2 separate regions of the Mus musculus genome follow, and region 1 is linked to region 2. Evidence: chromatin contacts called from public Hi-C data. All regions are on one chromosome and are shown on one strand. The core of a region is the stretch at or near the end of the contact, and the rest is flanking DNA. Distances in the headings are between cores, read along the strand shown.

What was found. A called contact is a pair of places that touch in the nucleus more often than the background predicts.
Region 1: a contact with region 2 is called in a Hi-C map of hematopoietic stem cells, with 4 times the contacts expected there. The contact joins two enhancer-like sites. A contact is called at or near these places in 6 of 15 datasets of contacts at CTCF or cohesin (CD8 T cells, the G1E-ER4 cell line, the NIH/3T3 cell line and 3 more), 130 of 484 Hi-C or Micro-C datasets (the 63-12 cell line, the AtT-20 cell line, B cells and 72 more), 11 of 115 datasets of contacts at active chromatin or transcription factors (the HPC-7 cell line, Th17 cells, astrocytes and 7 more) and 2 of 9 other capture datasets (embryonic stem cells and liver).

The regions. Positions count from the first base shown.
Region 1 is chr10:120,059,485-120,062,726 of GRCm38.p6, forward strand. The region is part of intron 21 of Grip1 (glutamate receptor interacting protein 1); the gene reads left to right. Among named protein-coding and RNA genes, the nearest start is that of Helb, 52 kb to the right of the region's middle. Within about 2 kb of position 1,942, at least 40 of the 459 cell types and tissues checked have an H3K27ac peak or open chromatin away from gene starts, as enhancers often do.
Region 2 is chr10:120,134,704-120,138,033 of GRCm38.p6, forward strand. No RefSeq gene overlaps it. Among named protein-coding and RNA genes, the nearest start is that of Helb, 23 kb to the left of the region's middle. Within about 2 kb of position 1,633, at least 24 of the 459 cell types and tissues checked have an H3K27ac peak or open chromatin away from gene starts, as enhancers often do.

The sequences.
Region 1 (3,242 bases), core at 692-3,191, 75 kb before region 2:
AGACTCATTATGTAGCCTTAAACATCTGACCTTCCTGGTTCTATGCAGGGCTATGGACCAGACTGTGGGGTTCATGCATGCTAGGCAAGCATCTTACCAAACTGAGCTCATCTTCAGCCTTGTGTGCACTTTGTATGCTCTGTCTCTGGTCTCTGGCAACCATGATGTTCAGCCTCGCTGCAGACTCAGAATCAGCGTGGCCCCCAAAGACTCCATAGGTACAAACTGACACAGTAAATGGAAATGCATCCTGCCTTAAGTTGGCATGAAATCATGTCTCAATTTGTTCTCCTTCCATTGTTTACCCCTTACTTTCTACCTACATTCTCCTCTAGCCCCCCAACCCCCCAGTTTCTTCAGTCCTTTGAGAAAGTCTGAGCTCTACATGGTCCATTATTCATCCACTATGCCTTCATTGCTGTTAGGGTCATTGATGAAGGCAGACTAAACTATACATTGTCCACATTCATATTGAAGGCAGACTCATTAGCTGCTATTCCTGACCCTTAGGGAAAAAACGACATGCAGGCTCACATCCACAGGTGGGAGGAAACCAGGGCTGGAGTGATTCGGTACTCAGGGTGATGGTGTGGTAAACAGTGGTGCTGGATCTACTATGGACTTCTGTTTCTCCAACTTTCTCAAAGCCAAAGCGTACTGAGCTCCTAAACACGGTGCACACTGACTTCCTATCTATGAAGGAATCCAAACTTCCCAGCACAGTGTACACTGGCATTTTTGCTGTTGTTGTTTCTTAAGTACAGCTTGTATTGAACTAATTCCAAGAGTCACTAACAGACCTTAGACAAGTTTGAAGAGAGAAACTTTAGATAGTTGTTTGGGTTATAGGTGCGAGGTGACCGTCACCATGGAGTGCTTGTTAAAATGCAGGGTCTCTGTGTTTTCAGGGACGCTGAGCCAGGGACACGGACACTTTAGCAATATCGTCAGTGGATTCTCTTGAGGTCTAAAGATTGAAAATCATGGGCAGACGTCTTGCTAGTTCTAGATAGTATTCTGTTTTAATGCAATCACAGACACAGAATGGTGGGAGGGGAAGCGAGGCTACACTTCGGGCCCTGGAGCTTCCATGCTTTATCTTTAATATGAGCTCTGTTTTCTGCTGCAGCTTATCACAAACGCTTTCTCTTTGTAGATAAGGGACAAGCAATCTTTGCTGTGTTTCGTTGATAACTGTCCGTTTTTTTTTGTCCCCTTTGGAATCTTAAGCATCCTTTGGTGGCCACTTGATCCATCTCTGCGATGAGTCACCGCTGCACTTCCACACACACCTCCAGGCACCAAAGCCAAATCAAATCAAAAGCTCTTTTGCAAGAGGACAAGTTCCTCGCATTCAGCCCAATTGAACTTTAAAAATGATTTCCTATTGACACTCACTGGTTCCCTGCTGTGCATGACTTCCAACAGAATTAAGTTTAGCATTTAGTTGTATACAGCTATTGATATATGTCTTTTGACAGAAGGATTCTTAAAATAATTTTCCAGGGTTCTCCCCCCCCCCCCCCCCCCCACACACACACACACACACTTAAGGCTGCTGAGGACTCCACCGGAACATTTGAGTCACTCTGAGTCACTCTGGAGACTCAACTATTTTGTTTCTCCTTTCTTTTTTATTTGGGGGGTGGGGGTGGGGGCGGGGTTGGAGACAGGGTTTCTCTGTATCGCCCTGGCTATCCCGGAACTCACTCTGTAGAGCAGGTTGGCCTCAAACTCAGAAAGCTGCCTGCCTCTGCCTCCCCAGTGCTGGGATTAAAGGCGTGCGCCACCACTGCCTGGCAGGAGCATCAGCTTTTTCCTCAGCCAAGCGCGCACGCACGGTGCATTTGCAGGCTGGGAGTTTTGTCAGAGTGGAGCCAGTGCGGTGATGCTGCTCTACTCCTTGGACAGAGTGCTGCGGGGGGCCACCAGATTCTTCTGTAACCCCGCCCCCTGGTTAGGAATGGGCGTGGCCCTAGGAGGAAAAATGAAAGGCAAATACCTCACTCTTTCCCATGCCTCTTTCTTCACTAAATATTTGAGGTCACCGTGGTGGATTACAGGAGTCAGCGGGGCCAGGCACAGACCTCCTGACTGCTGGCTCAGGACTGCCTGCAGCGGAAATCACGGGAAGCTAAAAGCAGCTCCGTTGGTGTGTGAACTCGGCTATCATCTGTAGCCATGCTTTGCTGGGCTCCCTTCTCTTCAGAAGTAGAGAGAGTATGAGTCTGGCTTTTCTCGCTTCCAAAAGAGAGAGCAGGGCCACCTGCTAGCAGAGGAGGGAAACCTCACAAGGCACATTTTCCCAGGTACAGTCGACCTCGTTCAGTCTTACTCCAGCTTTCCTCGGCTGTCCAAGCGTGAGCTAGAGCCAGCAAGGACAGGATGCAAAGCCAGGAAACTGCTCACTCAGAGAAGTGGAGGCTCTTTGCCTGTCACTGTGTCAGCCTGGCAGCCAGCTTATCCCCCGTGGTGCCAAGGGCAAACAACAGTGTGAACACTGTTGGGGGACCATTGGCTAGGGTGACAAGGAACAGACTTTGGGTTGCACATTTCAATTAAACAGTGGCCCCAGAAATCCTCAAAATGCATGTTTTCCATCGCATTCCCATGGATGCGGTTCTATCCTTTTTAAACCTTACCACCACCACAAAACAACAACAACAAAATTTGTGGGAAAAAAAGGCTCATGTTTAAAAGAATGCCTTTTTAGAACAGGGCGTGGCACACGCCTGTAATCCCAGTACTTGGGAGGCAGAGGCAGGAGGATTTCTGAGTTCGAGGCCAGCCTGGTCTACAGAGTGAGTACCAGGACAGCCAGGGCTACACAGAGAAACCCTGTCTCGAAAAACTTATTAAAAAAAAAAAAAGCTTTTTTTTTTTTAAATTTACTTGAGTGACCAAGGATTACAGCAATGACAAAGCTCGTTTAAAGAGCAATCAAGAGGTGTCTTATCAGTCAGTGGCATAAGGAGTCTCAGACGGTATCACTGTCTGTTCTAAAGGGTAACTTGGGAGTCCTCTGCACTTTTGCTAGGCAGAGCCCACTTGGTATTTTGTCATGTTTTGCAAGCTGTCCACCGCTACAGTCGGGGGAAGATATGTCAAGTGGAGGTGACACCCCACATCTCACGTGACCTTCAGTGGTCCTGTGAGACAAGCTTTCGAGACAGTGTGCCTCGTTGCTATTCCTCATGTTCTTTATGAACTTCTGTCATGGATCCGACTCCCCAATGTCCCTG
Region 2 (3,330 bases), core at 383-2,882:
CATAAAGGGCGCAGACCTTCTGGAAGGAAAGCTCAGCGCCCTCCCACAGGGGAAGGAGATGAAATAACTGAAGGTTAATCTTGTGTGGGCTGGACAGTGATAGCTGGCAAGCCCTCCAGCCATGCTTGTGAGGAACTTTCTAGTAGACACTGAAGTTGAACGAGGACACCATGAAGAGGCGATTCCCCTCATGAATACAGATAGCCATCACGCCGACGGCCATGATTGAACGGAAGTAAAGGAAGGGGAGGGGCAAACTGCTGAGTCTCCTCAGCAACGGGACAGCCAGCCATCTCTCCTGTCTTCAGGTGGAGTATTTCTATTTCTCTGTCCTTCTGAGTCCGGGACCGGTGTCTTACCTGTTCTCAGAGCCCAGACTGAGTTACTCCACTGGCTTGCGAGCGTCTCACTTTACAGATGTCAAATGATGGGGCATCTTAGCTTTCCTAATCATGGAAGCCAGCTACTAAAGGCCTTTCCTCTTATTTATCTATAGATACTCCATTGGTTCCGCTCCTCTGGAGAGCACCGACTAATATGATATTGATTTACCAGCTGAGAGAGAAAAGGACCAGGAAGGGCTGATGAAAGGAGCCGGCTAGAAGTAGAATTTTCAACCAATGACAATGTAGTGATGTTCTGTAGCTAGAGCAGCCAGCCATACATGCTTACTTCTGATTTTCCTTGTACTTACTTGCAAAAATTAATCTGGAAGATATAACTTAAAAAAATAAAAGAAAAGGTAATGCCATCTAGAGGTAGAAGCTAATGAGAATTTGTGTCACGTTTTTCATATATATATGCATATATATATGTGTGTGTGTATATATATATTATATGTGCATGTATATGCATTCCCATCCATAGGTGTATGTACATTGCACATGTATGTGGAGATCAGCGTTCGATACGGGGTGTCTCTCTTGATGCTCTCTGTTTTATTTACTGAGGCAGTTCTTTTGTTGAACACCTATGTCCCTGATTGATGTGCTTGCCCAGAGTCCTCCTGTCTTTGCCTTCCAGTTGGACTACAGAGAGGTCAACCTCATTTCTGAGCATTTTTATGGGTACTTACTAACACTCCAGTCTTCAGGCTTGCAAAAAGGTTTTATCCACTGAGCCACCTCTCCAGGTTCATGTCACCTATTTTAAGAGAACGTGAGCCTCGTCCTCATTCAAAATTGCATAATACAATTACCACCCCTGGAAATTTAAATATGTGGTAGACAAGCACATTTGAGTGCTTAATAAGTTAAAGGGCCGGAGTTGTCTGTTGGGCCATGTGATAGCTGCTCTTGGTTGTCAACTTTGCTACATCAGGAATTAACCAAAACCCAAGCTATTGGGTATACCTGTGAGGGAATTTCTTGACTGGTTCATTCCAGGTGGGAAGACACGCCCCCCTCCGCCCCCTTTAGCCAGGCCACACCTTCTACCGGCAGCCAATGCAAAGAACATGGACCAGGAAGCTCTTGTTCGTTCCCCACTTCCCCACACACTTGCCAGCGCGTTCCTTCCTTCACTGGCACTGGAATTACTTCTGGATTCCAGCCAGAGGCTCCCCTAGGCTAGCAGGGAGAGGCACTGTTAGGAGGCGTGGCATTGTTGGAGGAAGTGTGTCTCTCAATTCACTTCCTGCTACCTTCGGATCAAGATGTACGACTCTGAGCTCCGTCTCCAGCACCATGTCTGCCTGCGTGCCACCGTGCTTCCTCTTTGAGAATAATGGGCCTCTGATCTGTAAGCCAGACCCAATTAGATGCTTTCCTTTATGAGTTGTCATGGTCATGGTGTCTCTTCACAGCAATAAAAACCCTAAGGCATAGTCTATACACATAAATGTTAATCAGTGTTTGATTCATATGATCTAGAGCCAGTGGGGACTACGATGGCTAAAGAAACTCCATTAATGCTAGGCAGCCATCTTGGTACCCATCAGCCATTTGTCTCTGACTTCAGTCCCTGGAAGATAAGTTCCCAGTAACCTGGCCCAGTGATCCCACCCAGTCTTGTCCATGTATAAGCCTTGACTATCTACTTGCTACAATATGGCTAACTGCATTTTTGGCTTCTGTAATTTGCTTATACAGACACCCAATGGTCATTTTGGGGTCTCCTTGATGGAACAGACCAGTTTTTACTTGCTTTCATAGATAGTGAAGGTCTTCTTGTGGTTTTTGCCTTTAAAAGACCTTTTCCCACACCCTCCTTCATGACATGTCTGAGATTCAGCTTTAAGCCTGTCATCCTGCTAGGAGCTAATCAATAGATCCCTTAATTATAATTGAATTGAGTCTGTGGTCTTTTCCCAGGGGTCAGGACATGACATCATGACGTCCAATTGTTTCTGCTCATTCCTGTTCCTCCCTTCTTTTGTACTTTAGGGAAGAATTCTATTTCCTCCATGAACTTGACAGCCGGCTTCTCCTTAAGAACATGGAAGGGATGGCGATACCTTTTCTTCTTCTGCTTCTAAATGAGCCCTAACAGCGATGATAGGGGCATAAAGAGCGGCCAGTTCTTGCTTCCTCCTCCGCAGAAGCATTAGTAGTTGGCACTCAGCAACACAGCAGCCCCCAGCTCTTAGGTCTGCCTATTTCCTGTCATCCTTAAAAGTAGAGAAGTGTCAATAATCTCTGGGTAAATTCATATCCTCATTTCTTCTAGTTCTAGATATTTTACCACTTTAATAATTAATTCCTAATCTTCATTTCCTGTTTGAAATACCAAGTAGGTGTACTATTTCTTTGAAAGGCCAACCACTAATCCAGACAAATGCAAACCCCAATTCAGGCAAAGGGAAACTTAGAATAGGAGGGAATCGAAAGGGACTGTGGGTCCTCGATGAGACCTTTTCCCTGGGAAACAATGAACGGTGCCGTTCAGCTCATTCAAATGATTACTGACGCCCAGATGATAGCGCCGGGATGCGAGGTGGAGAGAAAGATGGGGTAGCGCCAGCAAGTTCTTCTAAAATTCAGCGGTTATTTTTTCATTAGGTAAATGCATTTTAATAGCCTATATAGGCTGTGAGTAAACACATAAATTATTTTCCTGTCTTCCGAGTGCTAGACAAATGCATGATGAAAATGTCAGTGATTGCTCTGCCTCCTGTCTCCACCAAAGCCTTAGCGCTGTCAGCAGGGGATTAATATAAACAGGCATATTGGCTTCGTACCCATGGCCTGCTGCAATCTTATATTTTTCTGAAGGCTATATAAAATAGAAACGGTAAGAGGTCAGAGATTAATATTTACCCTTGGCTGAAGTCAGTACAACTCTTTTTTTTTTTTTTAATCTTAAATTAAAAACCATAAAAGAGAGGTAAGA